Regions from separate parts of the Mus musculus genome. Here regions 1, 2, 3, 5 and 6 are each linked to region 4. Evidence: chromatin contacts called from public Hi-C and promoter capture Hi-C data. All regions are on one chromosome and are shown on one strand. The core of a region is the stretch at or near the end of the contact, and the rest is flanking DNA. Distances in the headings are between cores, read along the strand shown.

The links. Promoter capture Hi-C pulls out the DNA fragments that hold promoters and counts their contacts. Hi-C and Micro-C count contacts between places; a contact is called where the count stands out from the background.
Region 1: a contact with region 4 is called in a promoter capture Hi-C map of pre-B cells, with 4 times the contacts expected there. A contact is called at or near these places in 3 of 39 promoter capture datasets (hippocampal neurons, liver and pre-B cells), 1 of 130 datasets of targeted methods (astrocytes) and 2 of 9 other capture datasets (adipose tissue and liver).
Region 2: a contact with region 4 is called in a promoter capture Hi-C map of pre-B cells, with 3 times the contacts expected there. A contact is called at or near these places in 6 of 39 promoter capture datasets (the 3T3-L1 cell line, the HPC-7 cell line, hippocampal neurons and 2 more), 1 of 484 Hi-C or Micro-C datasets (pre-B cells) and 4 of 130 datasets of targeted methods (the NIH/3T3 cell line, astrocytes, extraembryonic endoderm stem cells and 1 more).
Region 3: a promoter capture Hi-C map of pre-B cells shows a contact between it and region 4, with 3 times the contacts expected there. A contact is called at or near these places in 4 of 39 promoter capture datasets (the 3T3-L1 cell line, cranial neural crest, liver and 1 more), 3 of 484 Hi-C or Micro-C datasets (B cells, embryonic stem cells and pre-B cells) and 3 of 130 datasets of targeted methods (astrocytes, cardiomyocytes and extraembryonic endoderm stem cells).
Region 5: a promoter capture Hi-C map of pre-B cells shows a contact between it and region 4, with 3 times the contacts expected there. A contact is called at or near these places in 4 of 39 promoter capture datasets (the 3T3-L1 cell line, cranial neural crest, liver and 1 more) and 1 of 484 Hi-C or Micro-C datasets (pre-B cells).
Region 6: a contact with region 4 is called in a Hi-C map of pre-B cells, with 4 times the contacts expected there. A contact is called at or near these places in 7 of 39 promoter capture datasets (the 3T3-L1 cell line, 3T3-L1-derived adipocytes, cranial neural crest and 3 more), 3 of 484 Hi-C or Micro-C datasets (CD4 T cells, Sertoli cells and pre-B cells), 4 of 130 datasets of targeted methods (astrocytes, cardiomyocytes, embryonic forebrain and 1 more) and 1 of 9 other capture datasets (adipose tissue).

What each region holds. Positions count from the first base shown.
Region 1 is chr19:29,520,152-29,523,549 of GRCm38.p6, reverse strand. Ric1 (RAB6A GEF complex partner 1) reads right to left here and starts at 1,268. Exons shown (of 26, transcript NM_001081319.1): 1 at 884-1,268. The coding sequence starts at 1,027. A930007I19Rik (RIKEN cDNA A930007I19 gene) reads left to right here and starts at 1,563. Exons shown (of 4, transcript NR_015567.3): 1 at 1,563-1,660; 2 at 2,581-2,702.
Region 2 is chr19:29,045,755-29,048,910 of GRCm38.p6, reverse strand. It overlaps 1700018L02Rik (RIKEN cDNA 1700018L02 gene), which reads right to left and starts at 1,428. Exons shown (of 1, transcript NR_028360.1): 1 at 182-1,428. It overlaps Ak3 (adenylate kinase 3), which reads left to right and starts at 950. Exons shown (of 5, transcript NM_021299.2): 1 at 950-1,232. The coding sequence starts at 1,082.
Region 3 is chr19:29,099,657-29,102,886 of GRCm38.p6, reverse strand. It overlaps Rcl1 (RNA terminal phosphate cyclase-like 1), which reads right to left and starts at 1,512. Exons shown (of 9, transcript NM_021525.2): 1 at 1,247-1,512. The coding sequence starts at 1,382.
Region 4 is chr19:28,009,884-28,012,912 of GRCm38.p6, reverse strand. Rfx3 (regulatory factor X, 3 (influences HLA class II expression)) reads left to right here and starts at 1,747. Exons shown (of 17, transcript NM_011265.3): 1 at 1,747-1,941.
Region 5 is chr19:29,323,493-29,326,615 of GRCm38.p6, reverse strand. Insl6 (insulin-like 6) reads left to right here and starts at 1,298. Exons shown (of 2, transcript NM_013754.1): 1 at 1,298-1,571. The coding sequence starts at 1,301.
Region 6 is chr19:29,360,491-29,363,852 of GRCm38.p6, reverse strand. It overlaps Plgrkt (plasminogen receptor, C-terminal lysine transmembrane protein), which reads left to right and starts at 1,982. Exons shown (of 6, transcript NM_026362.2): 1 at 1,982-2,056; 2 at 2,926-3,036. It also overlaps a transcript of Cd274 not described here.

The DNA of each region.
Region 1 (3,398 bases), core at 19-2,518, 1.5 Mb before region 4:
GAAAGCAAAGAATTCTGACCCCATGCTCTTTCTAAGCCTGGAAATAATAATTTCCAGGTGCGGCGCGGACAGACGTGAGCTCCCCGACTCTCCAACCATCCCAGCAGAGCTCTCCAGAGTCCAAGAGCAGCCAAGAAAAGGACTGGAGTCCGTGATGTGTGGGGGAGACCCGGAGCTAAAGTTACCAGATATCTACACTCAAACCCAACAAGTCTTTAAGTTTTCAGAAATCAATTACCACAGGACTGTAAATTCTGACACTTGGTAAAGACCAACAGGCTTTCCGGAACTCCACTAAACAACAACCTTTAAAGCAGGGGTGGGGGGTGGGGGAGCGGGGACGCCACAGCTGCCGGAGTGCTGGGGGACGCTCCAACAGATTGGCTCGGCGGCAATGGGGGCAGAGAGGCAGGCAAGTCTGGGCTCCGCCAGGGAGCTCCAGGCCTGGCGCGCGGCTGTGGGTGCCACGCGGGGACTGGGGTGCAGTGGAGACTGTCCGCGCGCGGCTCCAACTCGAGAGCGAGGGTCGCTCGGGGTAAGTCGGGACCGGCTGGGGTCGCTCGGGGGTAGTTAGTTGGGACGGGACCGCCGTCGCTCCCTCGGAGGGAGTCGGGACTGGCCGGGGTCGCTCGGGGGAAGTCGGGACCGGTCCGGGGTCGCTCGGCGGCAGTCGCGCCAGTTCCAGGGTCACTATAGGGAGGGTGATCAGGATGGTTCTGGGTTCGCCCGGGGTTAGTTGGGACCGGACGGTGGTCGTTCGGAGGGAGTCGGGACGGGGCCAGGGTCGCTCGGGGAGAATCGGGACTAGATCCGGGCCTCTCTGGGGAAGTCGGGACCGGACAGGGGCCGCTCGGGGGAAGTCGGGACGCCGGCGCCTACTTACTCGGCTGTACCAGATGCTGAGGCGGGCCGGGGCCAGCACGGCGAAGAACGCTCTCCGAGGGTCAGACTGGACGTGGAGCGGCGCCTCGGCCGGGCTCCGCGGCGCGCAGAGCAGCCTCTTGGGCCAGCCGCTCAGGAAATACATGGTCCGCGCGCGGCCCCGACAGCCCCCCGGCGGCCCCGGCCGTGTCTGTCACGCTCGGCGGCCCCGGGCCAGGCGCCCACCTCCCACACCGCCACCGGCCGAGTCGGCGGCGGCGACAGCGGCAACTCGGGGCATCTGCCCGGGGGCCGGGCCGGGCCGGGCCGACGCGATGCTGCGCGACGCAGTCTGGGACGCTGACCGGCCGAGGGTGGGGGAGGCGGGCGGCCAGTGGGCCCGCGGCGGGAGGAGCCGAGGCCGGCCCGCCCCGCTCGCCGCTCGCGTCAGCACGCCGCACGGCGCGGGGAGGCTCCGCCCGGCTCCCTCGGACCGCCCCGCGTCAGAACGCAGGCCGCGGGGCAGGACGTCGAGGGCTCGGGACGCCTTGCTGGCTGGCGACCTGGCGCGTGGAGCTGGGGACCGGGATGAGGCGACAGGCTCAGTCAGTGACAATCGGAGCGGCCGGGCCCACTTGCACGATCCCTGGATTGGCGCGACCTCCGGGGTTGAAGGGGGCGGGGCGAGCGGAGCGCGCGTCACGTGACTCCCGGGCTGCGCTTGGAGCTGGGTCTCTGCGACTCCAAGGCTTGGGGTTCGAGTCTGTACCCACAAATCCTTTGTGTGCTGCGGTTTAAAGTGAGAGCTGGTGATGTCCCTGGCCGTACAGAGCTTACATTCTAGGCAGGCTCTTTATTCAGTCACTAAAGTGCTTCAGTCTTGTCTGCCTGTTTAGTTATTAATGCTAGGCGAAGCCAGATGGGGTCTTTTGCAGCCCCAGTAAACTGTTCAGGAAAAGAAATGGACTTAGGTTTTGTGTTGATCCAGACTGGAGATACCGTATTGATGTTTTTAATTTGGGGGTTGGGAGGAATGAAGGGGTGCTCAACTTTTGGACCTGGAACCTTAAAAATAGCTGCAGCTTTTTGTAACTCTTTCAAAGTTTAAAAGTAACAACAAAGTAACAATCCGGATTTTAATAACAATGTAACTTTCCGTAATTGTTCTAACGCTTGCTTTTCGAAGACGTTGACTAAAGTCCCAGCTCACTAGCCTTTTGTTTCCAGAGGATCTCCTAGAATCTCTGTCCTGGTGTGTCCCACAGGCCAACACAGCATTCCTGGGATATTTTAAGCAGAGCAGACCTGAAAACTATTTTTCAGATTTTCATCTGTGTGGACGGAATCTTGATGATCCGAGTTACACCCGCTGGATAAATCAAGAGGTCCAGAGAGGTCTCTGCCTTGCCAATATAAAATCATAGAAGAACTTCGTTGTCTAGTACTTTTCAGACAGAGTTGTACACGTGGCAGAGGAAGTGAAAATGTGCTGCAATTCCATTGAGAATGTTTGCTCTACCTCTACTTCAGTGTGTTCATGTGCCTCACCAGTGTGTCTGCAATCATGGGCAGTGTAGATGTTTCTAAGTAATTTTTAATTGTTTTTTTTTTTGACCTCACTTACTGGTGAGCTTCTGGGTGGGATTCTCCTCCTGTGATCTTTTGTAGCAGCTAAGGTCTACAAAAAAATTAAGAGGATGCTTTGATTTAATTCCACAGAAAACCACAGATGATGGTGCTGGATCATCGCTAGTTAAAGTGCTGGATATGCCCAAGGTCACATGGCCTAAGAAAAACTGCTCTCCCTTCCAAGGACCCAGCAGTCTTTAGACCAGCTCAAGGTGAAGTGTGAGAGTGGCCTGAACATGGACAGGAGGAGGAGACCCTCTGGTCCTTTCTCACTTGGGAGTGATGGGTAAAATATCTCACTGTAAATCTCCCTAAGTGTTACCCACTGTGACTGAAACGTTATATAATATAGACCGACCTGAGGTTCAAAGATCATACTTTAACATTGTGAAATGTGCTAACAATTCCAGTGCTCAAATCTTCTGTCCCCCCGTACCCCCCCCCCATCACCACTTTCTCCCTCCATCACCACTCCAGCCAAACTCTCTGGATGACTTTGAACCTCACGTAAACTGGTAAAAGTAGGTACATATTTGGTTCTATCAGACTTAACTTTTTTATTACAAGAGTACTCTTGATCAGGGTGCATGGAAACAAGTACCTCTATAAACCATGTATTGGAGGATAAGTTGATACAATTTCTATAAAGACTAGTGCCATTATGTGGTCTATGCATGGAGAAAGAGACAGATATCCAGACCCTCCTATATTATTTTGTAAGGAGACACAGAGTTTTAGCCTTAAATCATACCTCATAAGCCAGGCATGATGGATACCTATTGTATTTGGCTATTCTTGGTAGCCGGCTTGACTACATCGGGAACCAAAGTGGCTAGGTACACATGTGAGGGATTTTGGTTTTGTTTATGAATTAAGTCATTGGCAGTGGGAAGAAGACACACTTCTAA
Region 2 (3,156 bases), core at 179-2,678, 1.0 Mb before region 4:
GGGCATCACTGCTCCCTCCCACACCTTCTGGTTAGTTGTTGTTTGGTTTTTCAAGACAGGGTTTCTCTGTGTAGCCCATGCTGTCCTGGAACTCGCTCTGTAGATCAGGCTGGCCAGGAATCCTGAGATCTGCCTGCCTCTACCTGGGTGCGGGGTTTAAAGACGTCTATCACTGCTGCCTGCTGGTTTGTTATTGTTTTTATTCACAGTACTGTTTCAAAAAGCCTTACTTCCACCCCTGGACAAACAAGCAAGAAAACAAACGGACAGCAGTAGAAACTCGGGTTTGTTCAGCATAGCATTCTCGGAGGCCTCTAAGTACAGTGGCACACAGTAGGCACTGGGTAGCTCTTCCTGAAATGAATGCATTTCTGAAGGAGCTAGTATGTTTGACCTCTGCGGAAGTTAACGGTGACAGCTACTTTTGGTTCTGAAAGTGGATTCAGGGAGATGAGACACATACTTCACTTGATGAAAGCTTCTGTGAGGAGGGTTCCAGGTCACCCCTGGAGGAGAAGGAAATGGGGTGAAAAGGCAGAGGGAAGAAGGTCAAGGGAGGATTGGTGTGAAAAGGTGGGGAACACCTGGTGAACCAGAGGGGCCGAGGGGACACAACACGGGGGCATGCTGCTTCCTGTTGGGTCTGAGCAGGACAGAACTTGGCTCTTAGAAAAGACTAAGGGTGAAAAAGGTGAACACAGAGGGGGGAAAAAAATGAAATCCAGGCACTCAGAGGTGCCAGCGGGAGACTAGAAGTAGAACGGGGTGCTCAGAGGTTGTCCACTGGGGAGAATGCAGACGGGCGCAGCCTGCAGGCTGGGACCAGGCAGCACAGGGCACGAGGGTCTGGGGATGCCAAGAGGCGCCGGGTGGAGCTCAAGGGAGTGGGGTGCAGGGGCGCGGAGGGGCGGTGCAGCAGCCGGCGGGGCGGCCCCGGTGGCCGTCGCTCACTTCCGGGAGAGCCGGGCGTCCTGGCCACCGCCCGCTTGCAGCTGCCAGCCCTCCAGGGCCGCGGAGCCTGTGAGCGCGCAGGCCAGGCCACAGACCAGCGTCTGCGCAGCTCGGACCACCGCCAGCCACCATGGGGGCGTCGGGGCGGCTGCTGCGCGCCGTGATCATGGGGGCCCCGGGCTCCGGCAAGGGCACCGTGTCGTCACGCATCACCAAACACTTCGAGCTGAAGCACCTCTCCAGCGGGGACCTGCTCCGCCAGAACATGCTGCAGGGCACAGGTGGGAGCTGAGACCGAGGGCTGGCGGCGTGCGATCGTCCCGGCGGGGCTTTGCGGGCCGGGGTCGAGGGTCCTGCGACGCGGGTGCAGCGCTCCCCGACCTCGCCTGGGGAAAGAGCCGTTGCGCCCCGAATCCTCTGGCCTCCGTGGGCAGCTTCGGGTAGATGGGGGAGGGGGAAGGAAAGGACTAGGAAGTTCAAAGACTGAAGGAAAGCCCTTGGCTTTGTTTTTAGAAGCTCATTCGACACAGCTGGCAGCTGCGGTGGGGGTCCAGCCGGGGGGAGCTGTGCCTGTCTCTCCACGTGTCCTTGTATGCAGAAGGCAGGCTTTGGCTCTGCCAGGGCTAGCTTCTTTTTTTTTTTTTTCCCTACACCCCCCCCTCCCGCCCATGGTAAGCTCCGTGGGATCTTGTAATTCTGACCTTTCTCTCTGCAAGGTCAAGTATTACTTATTTTCATTGCAGTCACAAAGTTGGCTTAGATTTTGATGCCCCCAGACATTTCTTAGTCACTAAAGTTGTCCTTGTAACAGTTACATAAACGATTGCTGTGTTTCTCCTTCCAAAGTCTTCTAACTCAGCACAAAAAATCTAGCCAACACTTTACAAAGGGTGGGTTTGTGGTAAGTTCTATTTTAAGAAAAGCATTTTTAAATTTATTTTTTGGGACAGTGTCATTCGATGTATTCAAGGATAACTTTAACTTAAGTTTGACATCCTCCTGTCTCAGCCTCCCTAGTGAGTGCTGGGATTCCAGGCGCCAGCCAACTAACAGCTGTAAACTATTTTTTAAAAGCTTGCACTAGATGTGTTTCTCCACAATAGTGTTGACCTTCAATTTCAAACTAGTGCCTATTTTGAAAATTCATTTGAAGCTTATTTACACAGAAATAATACCTGTTCAAGGTTTTAAAAAAAAGAAAGTAAAGGCCAGGGAGAGGAGGGAAGACAGAAATGTATAAAGTAAAAAGCAAAGTTTTCTCTTAGTCCCTACCTCAGCCCAGAACCTCGGAGAGAAACAGTCTATCTCCTTCTGGAAATGTCTTTGTGTAAAGCTCCTTCTTACAACCTCAGTGTATCAAGTTACCATCTACTTACTCCACATCAGTGTTTTCGCACACTGCATTCAGCCTGCCATCCCATATGGAGACGTTGTCCGGTTCCGCACTGCACTGCTTACCCTGTGTCTGCTGAATCTACCGCGATTTATTTACCTCTCCACTCCCTCCTGGCGGGTGTATAGCTAGTTTCTAGGAAAGGGTGTTTTTTGTTTGTTTAAAAGACACTGATATTCAAGTGTGTGCGTGGGGGTGGGGGTGTGTGAAAACCCACAGTTTTCAGTTTCTTTGGCTCGATCCTCTGCACCCCTCAAGCATGTTTTCGTTTTCTTCTAATGTCGACCTTAAGAAATAATAAAGGCTGCAGTTAATTAAAGTTTATCGAAAGGTTATTTGACTCTTGCTAAATGTTCTTAGTGCAACAGATTGCAATGCGAGTTACTGCAAACAGTCCCAAGTCCTGAAGACTTTGCTGCTATCCAAAGTACAGTAGAAGTCTTTAGGGGTGACCTGCATACCGACTCAGAGCTGGCCTGACTGTGGGTGGCAAAGAATGCTCATGGGTAGGAAAACACAGAACATTTGAAAAGAGTAAATGAAAGGGTATTTAAATACATTTCTGAAAAATGAAGAAACAATGTTTCTTGCTACACGTTAACCCCTGTTAAGCCTCAGGGTGCCCAGGACTGCATCTCTGAAACATGGACAGAGACTACAGAGACCAAGGAGCTGAACACACAAAGTTGTTCAGCCACCCACTCGGCAGTTTTAATGCTCAGTTCATTTTTATGACACAGAAAGACAAATACTTTCTTAATACAAACTTTGAAGATTCATTATTGGAAGTAGGTTTTTTGTTTTGTTTTGTT
Region 3 (3,230 bases), core at 263-2,762, 1.1 Mb before region 4:
CAAGCCCAGTGCTCTCTCCAACAGGGAAGACAGACTTTACTCACTCCCTTAACAAGCCTTCTGTTTTTTTTTTCTTTCCTAACCTATTTCCATCACCATGCACAAAACGTTTACAGTGGTAGCAATGAAATTATTAAAAAAAAATTCAGACATGATGAAATAATCTAGCCCTCTAGTAAGAAAAGAAAAAAAAAAAAAAAAACCTCGCAAAAATAAACATACCAGCCTGACCCAGGAGGTCTCCTGAACGAACTACAACCCCCCCCCCCCTTTCAGGCTACTGATAGTTTTTTTTTTTTTTCTCTTTTTGGTTTTAATTGGTTCAATTGTCTTTATCAGAAGGGATCTTGGAGACACTTTTGAACACGCACCTAAATTCTAGGGGAACAGCTGCAAACCAAAGCCATTTAACAAGACGCGGGTTCAAATGATGGGTTCAACCTATCTATCTACCTTTGTGAGACAGATAAATCAATAAGACCTTTGAAGCCTGCAGTTTAATGTTTGGCCTTCCTTTTCCTTAAGCCAAGACAACTACGTCTACGACGTAAAAACTATCTTGGTTGAGCGCTCAGGAGCAGACCTGTAATCCCAGCACTCGGGAGGTGGGGAGGTAGAAGGAACAGGACTTGAAGGGCATCCTCAGTTACATACATAGTTTGAAGGCAACCTGAGCAACATGAGACTCCGGTTCAAGAAAAACAAAACAAAACCCTATTACAAAGCTTCGCTACTGCGCACATCGGTGACTAATAGAAACAAGCGCATCGTTTAAAAATAAAATTTTATAATACACTTCCGAAGAGATAGGGCGGGGGTGTGGTGGGGGGGGGAGGAGATAAATAATGGCGACAAAAACTGGTGTCCAAGCGGGGCAGCGGTTTCAGAGACCTGCTTTGGATGAGATTGGGAAACCAATCTGTGGTACTTTTCTCTCTAATGTCTCACTCAATCACTAGATGTTGGTCCAATAAACTGTTTGTTTTTCTCCAGGGAGGTTTATGGCGAAAGCAAGAGACTCAAGAGAGGGAAGCGAGTGGGCGATGCCTACGATTCGTAGCAACAAGCTAGCCAGGAAAACGTGCAGCTGTTTACTACCCGTGCCCAGGAGCCACAGGGCATCCTTCCACGCGTGGCGCAGCTCGCGGACAGATCTGTCGCCCGACCACCATCCCTCCCACGCGCCCAGTGGCCACTCCGGGCTACGACCCCGGGTCCTCCCTCCTCGCGCCCCCTCCCAAGTCACCTCGGAGGCCCGGGTTGTCGTCCCTGGCGCGAATCCTGCGGATCTTGACCGGTCGCCCGCTCAGGGTGGACAGGACCAGCCGCTGGCGCAAGAAGTTACACCCCGCGTAGCTGAGTGAGTGCGCCTGGGTCGCCATGTGCGCGCCGTCCGCAGAGGCCCGGGACCCGGGACCCGGGAGCGCGACCAGGACCAAGGCAGCCCCCGACGCGTCCACGTGGTTTAGAACAGGAAGACAGAGCGACTAGACACCGGGTCAGAGGGGAGCGGGGCGGAGCCAGCGGCCGCCCGCCCGCCTCCTCCCCTGGCTGGGGCGGCCCGGCCTCCGAGGCACACTACCATTGGCCCACGAGGGATCTGGGTGTTGCCCTCTCTGCGTCGCCATTGGTCTGCGCTGTAGCTGGGCGGTGCTCATGCCGCGTTGCCATTGGCCGGTAGTGAAAGAGGGCGGTGCCCGGGCCCCAGCAACAGCGCGCGGCTGGAGGGACCCAGTTAGTGCTGCGGGGAAACCCCGGCGCCCAGACGCCTTGGGGGTCTGTCTGTCTGTCTGTGCCGGACTTTCACGGCCTATGCGATAAAGGAGGCAATGGCTCCGCCTGGGTGCCCACAGCTGGTGGTACTTAGCAACGTACCTACGGCAGCCCCGGGCAAGGATGCTAGCTAGCCTCTCCCGCGTTTTCCTGCCACCGAAGAGAACAGGATTGACACGCTTACCCTGTTGTAGGCGCCTTGTCTGGGTCTGAGCCGAAATCCTCTGAGGTGCAGCCTGCAATCTTTCACTCCCGGGAAATTGCCAAGCTGTCAGAGGCTGCCTGAACTAGGACCCCGAGCCTTTAGACAAGAGACCGCTGCTTATTTTGTAATGAGGGGCCTCTCTTTGTCCCTTTCTCAGCTGCCCCTTCGTTCATATTCTTTGAGTTTGGTGTCAAGACATATCTGTAACCTCGCATGACTCAAAATGGACAGTTGCAATAACTTCAAGACATACATGCTCATGCATGCACGGGGGATGGGTGGGTGGAGATCTTGCTTTTCCATCTGTCCTGTCATCCAAGCTTGCACTACAAAACCTTTCTAAATATTGTACTGTTTCACGCCTCCATTAAAAAAACAATCAAATGACTACCAACTTAGGAACGCAGTGGTCTTAGTGTTAGGTTTACAGCCAGCCATTCACGGGCTGTAACCCCAGACCTTAAGTCCCAGAAAGCACAGTGAAGGATGGAGTAGAAGCTGGAGAAAGAAAAAAAAGGGGGCCATCCTAAGCGAGTGAGAGTCCCAAGGAAACCCCGAGGAGCATCAGTGGCCATCAGAGAAGAGTCTACGGATCAGCCCTGAAATCCACTGAGGCAGCTAACCCACTTACCACAACGCCATTCTGTTAAGACTGCCTTTACACAGCTAAGCGGCATCTGACAGGCAGCGTTCTTTGGAAAAGCTCCAGGACCCATAGGCTCTCCTCTAAACGTTGTTGTGAAGAATACTAAAGCACCAGGGGTACTTTCACATCAGGAATGGATTTTTCATTTTCTTTTTTAATGCTATCTCGTTTAATTACTCAATAGTCTTTAGAAAAAAGATATTATTCAATAAAGAATGCTCACATCCGTTCAGAGCTCACTGCTTTCAATGGAGACCTTCTGAGTTTTATTCCATCAGCGTCTCACCTCTGCTTCTAGATTTTCAAACCCACCTGGAATTGCAGGCCAATAGTACTGAGGTATCAATTCTCCTAGTCTTCAGGCAATGACTGTCCTGGGCTGACATGGAAATACCCAGGCTCTCTTTGCACATCCAGGAGGTAACTCTGGGGTGTCCTTTCAGCTCCAGTTTCTGGCTGTGGCATCCTCTTGGTTAAGCACCATCTCCTGGCTTCTTTCCCTGTATCCCTTCCCAGCTTCTCTCTGATACGTGCTAGAAATAACTCTCAAATAAATTATGTCCACTCTCATTTTTTGCCTCCGCGTCTTCTGGGCAATTGAGAATA
Region 4 (3,029 bases), core at 498-2,997:
GGCTTGTTTTTTTTTTTTTTTTTTTCTCTTTCTCTTATTAACTACTATATTATAACTTATAACCAAGAATAGAACTCATTATAACTATGAAATTATCAAAGCTTACAGTATTACTGCTAAATCTATTGTTCTAATAGTTGGTTTCTAAAATGTCTTTTACCTAGCATTTCATGGCACAGAGAGGCAAGATAAAATGACGGCTTGTTTTCCCTAAAATGAGAATATTATGTATCCAATAGAACAGGTGTCAGGATTAAATGAGATAATGTATGTAAAACACTTAGCACAAGGTCTGGGGCACAGAAAGAGAGCTCAGCCTTATTTTAACAGGGAACTCATGCTGGCCCAAATCCCTCATGTGCCGGTGCAAAAATTAAGCCTCAAGAGGAGAACTGACTTCTTAAGGCTCTACTTCCAGTATGTTATTGTCTTGGATAAGCTGCTTAGCTGCAAATGTTGGGAGATTTTGGGTATTGGCGGGCCTGGGGGCACGTGCCTGCTGGACTCCAGTATGAGGAGAATTGGACGAATATGCTTGAACCATGAGGTTTCAGAAGCTGTGCCTTATCAACTCGAGTTTGAGGTGCCAGGTTGTGTGCTAATAATGTTCTCCATGGACAGAAGCCGTTCCCGTGTCCAACACAGCTCAAGAACAAGCTACCCCCAGGCTGTTAAGAAACCGATGCCAGCTAATAGGGCGATTGGTCTAGCTGGGATCCATCCCGTCAACTCTGAAAGGGTAGAGCCCCTTAAGGACCTACCGAGGGCTACTCTGAAAGGTCTAACCCACCCCTGTAGGGACCCTCATCCTCGGAAAGCTCGAATTCCCTTCCCCTTGGCACTTCCTCCCGGTCCTGCAGGGTGCTAACTTGGCGTCTCGGTTCCGCAGGGAGGTAGCGGCCGCGCCGAGCGAGATGGGTCACCGTTCGCGCGCCCAGGCTCTCGCTCCCTAAGATGGCGGCGGGAGCACCGCTCACACCCCGCCGCCCGCGCTCCTCAGGACCCCGCGGCCTCGGGAGGCGCGAGAAAGCGGAATTCGATGGAGGGGAGGGCAAAGCCGAGACCCTGGAGGCCCGCGCCGGCCGCAGAGAGTCTGGGAAAGGGATCACCCGCGAGGCATAAACGACCGACCGGGAAACACCACACTGGCGACCACGGAGAGGGAGGGGAGAAAAAAAAAAAAAAAAAAAAAAAACCTGAGCGGGGCGGGGGGAAGAGAGGAGAGAGAGGGGAGGAGCGCAGCACATCCGGGATATTAGCTGGGGCCGCCCAGGAAATGACGTACGCCCCGGGGTGGAGCCCGCTCTTCAAAGTGGGGTCTGCCTCCGCGGTAGCGCGCGTCTCACACAGTGTTGGCTCCGTCGTCACTCCCCCTCCCCTGGCTTCGCGCTTTTCCTCTCGCGGCTGCGGGGCGGCTGGGCACAGAGCTGGCGGCAGAGGCAGGCGGGGCTCCTTTGACGGAAAGTAGCCCTCGCCTCCAGACCCTCAGCTTTCCCCGGCGTCCTCCGTCCCGTTCCTCCAGGCAGACTCGCCCTGACCCCGGGCCCGCCAAGTCTTAAAGCGCACCTCGGGGGAAAAACCGACGTCGGAATCCCGACCGCAGCCCCCCGCCCGGGCTCCGAGCTGTCAGTCACGGCGCCGAAGCCGCTTCTTCCGGCGCTCTCGGGCCCGCCCTCTCCCCTCCTCCCTCCCCCCCGCCCCTCCCCGCGCGAGTGTCTCCCTCTCCCTCGCTCCCTCTCTCTCTCCCTCTCTCTCTCTTTTGTGAGTTATAGCAACCGTTGCCTTGTGAATCAAGCGCCATAGTCACCGTAGTCCTGGCGACTGTTACCCATCAACAACAACTACTCCTCTCCTCCTCCTCCTCCTCTTCCTCCTCCTCCTCCTCCCCACCACCACCATCTCCATCACCCACCAACAACACCACAATAATCCACAGCCAAGGTGAATATTCTTCGGTCTCTCTACATGTGTGTGGGAGCGTGTGTGTCCGTGCGTGTGTTCGTGTGTGCGAGCGAGCGTGGCTGTGCGGGGTCTCCCTCCTGACACCGGCTGCGGCCGCTTGAGGGGCTCGGTCCCGGGGGCTTGTTTACAATGGACCCGCGCGCGGCGGGCTCGGGGGTGTGGGCGCCGCGCGCCTGCCCGCCCGGCCTCGGCGCTCGGGGATGGAGCGGGAGCCGGGGCTGCGGGGCGAGCGGGCTAGGAAGCCGCCGCTGTCCGTCGCGGGTGTTGGAGCGTCCCCCCCAGGTCCGCGGGCGCCCAGGAGGAGGGGCAGGTGGAGAGAAGGGGCTCGCTTTCTCCCTCTCTCTTTCTTTAATTCGCTGCTTTGCAAAGCTGCCTGGTGGCTGCTGCTTTCCAAATCGAAATAGACAGCAGTGAGCAGGGGGGGTCCCCAAAAGGTGCTGCGCTGTGGTGGTTGTTGTTCACTTGCGGGGCCTTGTTGGGGGTTTTGTTATTTTTATCCTGGTACCTCGGTGAACTTTTCCCGAAGCCCGCTCCCTTCGTTTCGGCCCCTCTGTGCCTGCTGCTGAACGGACTGCACTTATTTGACCATCACTGGCCTCACGGGATTCTTTTTTTTTTTTTTTCTTTTAAAACTGTATTTTTCTTTGTGCTGCAAACAGTCTTAATATCCATTCAGCAGTCTTCTCCCCCCTTCCCCCCATTTGCACACACATTGAAACTAGGGGGCCTCTGCTGCTCTTGAGAGATTTTTTTTTTAAGTCTGTTTCTCTGTTTCTCTTCTCTCCTCTTTCCTCTCTTGTCTCTCCTCTGTCTCCTCTCCCTCTCCTCTCTCTCTCTCCCCCCTCCCCTTTTCGGGTTTGTGTGTGTGTGTGTGTGTGTGTGTGTGTGTGCTTGTGATTTAAACCGGATGCAGGGCATCTGTGCTACTTTGGTTAGTGGCTACTGACAGCGCTTTATCCTTCATGTGGAGATGGGAGGGGTAGTCCTGAGGTTCTGTTTCACTTTGATGCACCTCCCTCCCCACAGGAGAGTGTTAACAATTTTCATTGTGGTTTAGACTTTGTCTG
Region 5 (3,123 bases), core at 49-2,548, 1.3 Mb before region 4:
TTTCGCGGGTTAAGGCACTTGCTGCCAAGCCTGACAATGTGACAACGATCTTGGGGTCCCATATGGTGCATGGAGAGAACTGGATCCAACTTATACACACACATCAGCAGTAAATAAACATCATAATAATAATAATAATATAATAATAATAATGGTGATGATAATTTATTGTAAAAAAGAATGTGCTCATATAAATAAATTAAGGCAATTTTTACCGGGAACCGGATACTAAATGATGCTTTTATGTACATGTAGAATCTAGACTTAAAACTATGTATTTGTGTGTTTATATATGTGTATGCTTAAATGTTTGTGTTTGTAGGTCATGAAACTACAAAAGGGATTCCGAGAGGGATGAGTGCTTAAAGAAGGTAGGAGGCAATCAATTAATAGAGGACATGTAATTAAAAAAAAGCAAAAAGGGGAATTACTAAAGGCAGGAACTGGGAGAGGGTGGTTAAGGGAGGCGAGTAAGAGAGAGTGAAGTACAGTGCGATAGATGTGAGAAGACACCGCGATGGAATGAGTAATTTTTAAAAAGGGTTTATTTATTTTATTTGATATGTATGAGTGTTTGCTTGCATGTCTGTATATGCACCACGAGTATGACTGGTACTGAACCGGAGTTACAGACTACCATGTGCTGCTTTGTTGGTACAGGGAAGCGACCCCGGATCCTCGGCAAGAGCAAGTTCTCCTAACTGCCAAGACATCTCTCTAGTTCCAGTACCAATTTTTTAAAGTTAAAAAATATAATCCATGAAGGAGATAAGTTTCTCCGAAGGGAAGAAATGGCTCCTGTAAACACTAGGCAAAAAGAAGATCACATTCCAGGTGTGGGGGGGATGCTGCATCTCAGAGTCCTAGGTTCTCATATTTCATGAGGCAGTTTCTTGGAGCGCACGACAAGGAAAATGAATGAATAAAGTCAGAGAAAGAAGACATTTTAAAACTTGCATTTCTGAGGCCAAAAGAGCCTGTTAATTTCAACTTTGACGACAAGGAAAATGAATGAATAAAGTTAGGAAAAGAAGACATTTTAAAACTTGCATTTCTGAGGCCAAAAGAGCCTGTTAATTTCAACTTTCTGCAAGCCGGAAGTCCATGTAAGCCTGGAACACCCCGCACCTAACCAAAGTGTTCTGGAGAAGATTGCCTGCGAGGGAGGGCAACCCGAGGGCGGTGCGGAGAGGGGCGTGGCTGGGGGCGTGGTGGGTGGCGAAGGCGGGGCGGGGCGGGGCGGGGCGGGGGCGGGGCGACGGCCGTTGCAGCGCGCCCGGCCCTGTGGCGGAGCCCAGGGATGAAGCAGCTGTGCTGTTCTTGTCTGTTGTGGCTTGGACTCCTACTGACTCCTTTCTCCAGGGAAGAGGAAGAGGAATCCAGACCCAGGAAGCTGTGCGGCAGGCACCTGCTGATAGAAGTTATAAAACTCTGTGGCCAAAGTGACTGGAGCCGGTTCGAGATGGAGGAGCAAAGTCCTATGACACAGTTCTTTCCCCACTACTCACGCAAGGGCAAAGCCTTCAACCCTCACCCTTCTTCCTCCGCCTGGAGAAGATTCACAAACCCAGGTAAAACTCTGAAGGGAAGGCTTGGTAGCTTATCAGTGTGCAAACTCCTCTTTTCTTATCCTTGACTTTGCTCTGCCAGTGAATTTCTGTAGGAAATAGAATTTGTACCTAGTGTACGTGTGAATACAGTTTTAAAAACCATACAGACTTATATGAAGTTCACTTTAGACTTAGAAGAAATAATTTGTTCAGAGTAGGCCTTATTAAAAAGATGGCCTTAGGTTTCATGTATACCCCAAATTCCGTGTGTTATAAGCTTAATCTCCAGGGCAGCGTTAGGAAGTGAAGTGAGGGAATTAAATTTTCTTGAAACGGAGTCAGGCCATTATCACAGAAGTGGATTGTCCTGAGTGAATCTGTTGCAAGATCACTTCATCCTCCTTTTCCGGCACCTCCGCTATGGGATGATGCTACAGGAAAAGTCCTTGGACCCTGGAGCATCTTCAAATCACGAGTCAAATAAATTCTTGCTCATTTGAAATTAACCACTGTCGGGGGCATTGTCAGAAGATAGATATAGGTGATGAGGAACTAGTCACATAGATAGGATGGGATGGGATTGGGGGCGTTTATTTAGAGGAAAAGTTTATTTAGGGGAAAGACACTGCTGTCTGAATTATACGGGGAAGAGCGAGGAGGTCAGGATGTGCTGAACAGGAGGGGAAAAGAAGCAACAGCGTAGGGCAGTAAGGTTCGTCCAGAAGGGCTGAGAGAGGGAGAGCAAAGCCAACGGAGCAATTCATGTGAAGTGAAAACTTAATAAAGGGCACAGGGAAGGACAAGGGCGGATGAGATGAGTCTCGGCATGGATAGCTCATCGATGCAGATAGGTAGATTGTAGTATGGGGACAGATGAAGCTTCTCTGTGGTTTGCAGCAGCACTGAAGGTGAACTAGCGTGCTGAATTGCATAGAGATCTCGTGGTCTTGACCTACCCTTGCCATTCTGATATTAGCCTTTCTCCTATGTTGTAAAATGTGTTTGTAGATTCCCTTAACTAATTTTATAGTTTTTTTCAAAGCAGTGTTTGTAAGTGAAGCAACTTATCAGAACTTTAAAAAAAAATCAATGTTCTTACTTGACTTGGAAATAAGGAATTAATGAGAGTCATAAAATGAAGTGGAACTGCTTGTAAACTACTTTCCTTTGCAACTAGGTGGAATTCACCCCTAAAACCATCTATGTGTGACTAGTTTTGCTTTCGATCTCTTTGTCATCGATGTGCGTAGCTTTCATATATCTGTGTCTGTCAAGATTTTCATAGGAATTCATTTCTGTTTGATTTCAAATGTTACAGAATTAATAACCATGTATTACCTAGACTATTTCCTCTTTTCTTACTGCATTTTGCTCCCTTTAATCTTTGCTTTTTTTGTTTAGTTATAACTCTGTCTTACTCACTGTAATAGCAGAAAAGGACGGGAAGCCACGCCCTCCAGCTTCAGGGGACAGAGCGAGCCTGGCAAAACCTCACACTGCAAGTGGGGGTTGGAAAGAAAGACCCAGTGATAGATTCAGAAAGGCCAAGAATCCACGCAGACTCTGACCTCCT
Region 6 (3,362 bases), core at 733-3,232, 1.4 Mb before region 4:
ACGTGTTCAGGAAAGGATACAAGTGGGAGTGAAACCCGGAACGATGCCCCAGTGTCTGCTACACAGCGGCCACACAGGTGGACTGTCAGGTGAGCGTCCTCATCCACTGCCATCAATCACAGTGTGTGGATTTTAAGGCCTTGACTTACTACTGTATGCCCCAGCCATTCTACCCCTACTACCCAAGACAACTGACAACATGCTCACAAAACTAGCAATGTTCTTCATACTAGACTAAATAGAATCATGCAAATGTCCATCGGTCTCAATGGACACACAAAATGCCTTATAGTCATACACTGGACTACTATTTAGTCCCAACAAGAAATGGAGCCATAATCCATGCTATAGTTTACCTGTTTAATTTTTCTTTCCATTTAACATGTATTTACTCTCTGTGTGCGCAAGTGCACACTCATACGTGGAACAGTTAGGGATGTCAGAAGACAGCTAACAATAATGGGTTCTTCCCTTCCACTATGTGGAGCCCAGAAATAGAACTGGGTCTCAGGGTGGTAAGCATGTTTACCCACTGAGCCATCTCACCAGCCCCTACTATAGCTTAGATACACACACACACACACACACACACACACACACACACACACTAGTGTTAAAGTAAAAGAAGTCAGCTCGGCATGGTGGTGCACGCCTTTAATCCCAGCACTTGGGAGACAGAGGCAGGCAAATTTCTGAGTTCGAGGCCAGCCTGGTCTACAGAGTGAGTTCCAGGACAGCCAGGGCTACACAGAGAAACCCTGTCTCAAACAACAACAGCATCAACAACAACAACAAAAAAAAAATAACAAAAACAAAAGAAGTCCGTTTCATTTATACGAACTATCTAGAATATGTAAGTCTTTGAAAAGGTAGAACATAGATTAAGATGGGGTCTCTAGGGTGACTGCATGTGACATTATCCATAAAGATAGGTTCTATAGATTGACTGAGAAAAACAGCTCATGATGAGGGAAGGATCTGGTGAGGTCTCGCACACACAGTGCAAATGTTAACCACTTCTGCTCCCAGTCTTCTGGGCGGAAAACACATTCTAAATCTTTCTCTTTGAAGCTACAACCCTGTGTGTTTAACATTCTTGGTTCCCACAGTGTTTATCTGAAGGTACAACGACCTCTGTTCCTCGTACAGGTTACAGAGCTGGGAACAGAACGGAGACAAGTTTAGTCTGCACGTATAGACACTACTTCCTACCTTAGGGATGGGCTACTTGTTTCTCTCCAAAAGCATTTACTCCTAGCAACACCCATCTCCTCCCACAAATAGAACTAAATAAAGATTCTGTTGCAATTTTCCCATCCAAGTAATGTTTGGAATGAGGGATCTAAAAGTCAGAATAAGGAACACTGGAACTAAAAACATCTATACAAGCCTGCGAGGCTAGATATGCCTGGAAGAGGCTAGATTGCCTTCTCTAAGGTGTGGAGCCAACACATGCTAATGCAGAGCCCTTCCTAAAGGTTGTGATTCACATACTATTTCCCCAACCGGTTACATAGTAAGTGCTAATGGGTCCAGTGTTTCCTAGTGAAGTTCGGAGTTGTACTATAGACAGACAATTCTGGTAGGAGTACGAAATATGGAAAACGCATAGGGAAATACGGAAATTCTGGTCACTGTCTGCTTTTGTTCCCTGGTTACCTTTAAGCGAGATTTGGTGATGGGTTTTGTTGTTGTTTTTGTTTTGTTTTTGAGGCACCGGACTCCGAGGACTTGAAACATTTCCACGCTGCTTCCTTGGGCCTTCCCTCAAAATCACGCACCTTACAAGACCATGCAGGTTGGAATTTGCGGTTCTGTCCCGCCCCGCCCACCTCCCGGCTCCAGGCGCCTGCACCGGAAGAACACCCCAGGCCTCCGCGGGCACCCGAGCGCTTAAGGGAGCCAAAGGCCACGCTGATTGGTTGAAGCTCGTGATCCACTGTCATAGCCAACCAATCCTGGGGCTCTGCCGAAGCAAGGTACTGTCCCTGCGCTGATCGCTCTGGAGCTCTGGCTAGAGGCCTCTGCTGCGGTCACCGTCCCCGCACCGTGTCGCGTGAGTGTTTCGGGTCACAGACACCTGGGAGGGAGGGGTCGGCTCCGTCGCACGGTCCCGCACAGCTGCAGCTCTGGCTGGGCAGGGAAGGCCAGGGCTCTGGGTTCTTGCTGATGCCTCCGAGGCTGACAGGTATTGCCAACCCAGTTCTGTGAGTGTGATCTCTCTGTACCATTGTCACCAAGTTGGGACAAGACTGCAGAGTGCAATGGACAGGAAAATGGAATTCCTTTAGGGAAATACCTATATGACGCTAAACTGGCTCAACAGAGCGAGAGTGGAAACAAAACAAAACACCCCCAGAGGTTATGTGCTTCCTGCTAGGGGACTTGGTTTGGAAGAGTTATTGAGAATGATAGTGATGTTGTGACTAGCCAAAAATTCTGGTACTAAATCAGGGAAGAAATCTGGATGACAGAAATCGTGTAGAATTTCTTTCCTTCTAAATGGAATCCAGGTTCCAAGGATGACCAGGGAAAGTCTGTCTGGGATCTGTACAATCAGGACACCCTTCCCAACACGCCTTTCCAGAGTAATTTGAATCATGGCCTCTTGGAACAGGAGACACGCCTGCCTCCCCATCCTCAACCCAAAACAAACAAACAAACAAAAATCCAGGAGCAGCCTGGACTCACATCTGTATCCTCCATCCTATAGGACATGGTGGTTGTCTGTGTTGCCTGTAATAAGTCAGTTTGGGGCCACGCTTACTTATCGCTGATAATATCGTGTCTCTGGGAGAGAGACATTTGGAGGTATTTGGGACATCCTAAGGAAAGAGTGCAACATGGCTTTGTTAGGTATGGTCAGAAGAGGTTGGAAACACTGTTCAAGGGTGAAGTTACAGGGTGTGGCATGCTCATTGGCAGGTGAGATCTCCAGAGGGACACTCCTGTTTGCCTTCTATATTTAACCGTGTACCTGAGATTTCCCCCGACACATCCAAAGTCCAAGTCCAAGAGAGCAAGGCCCAGAAGGAGGTAAGCCTAAATCCTAGCTAGCTTTTCAAAGTGTTTCTCTTCTCTTCTCTAGACGATTGACTGAAAGATTGTCCGACCACTTCAAGGGATGGAGAGCTAACCCCCTTAGGCCAAGGGACTGAGGGGAGAGTGTGTGTGTGTGTGTGTGTGTACTAGAAAACAGTCGGTTTCTTTGAAGATGTTTGAAGATGCTTGCAGCAGATGTAAAAATTCAACCGTCTGCTCCGACATGCAAAAGAAAACTAAAGGATGTTGAGCAGCCTGACAAGGTTGATCTTCTGTCAAGCATTCCTTATTTTGTGCAATTATTTGTGTGAAATAGAAGC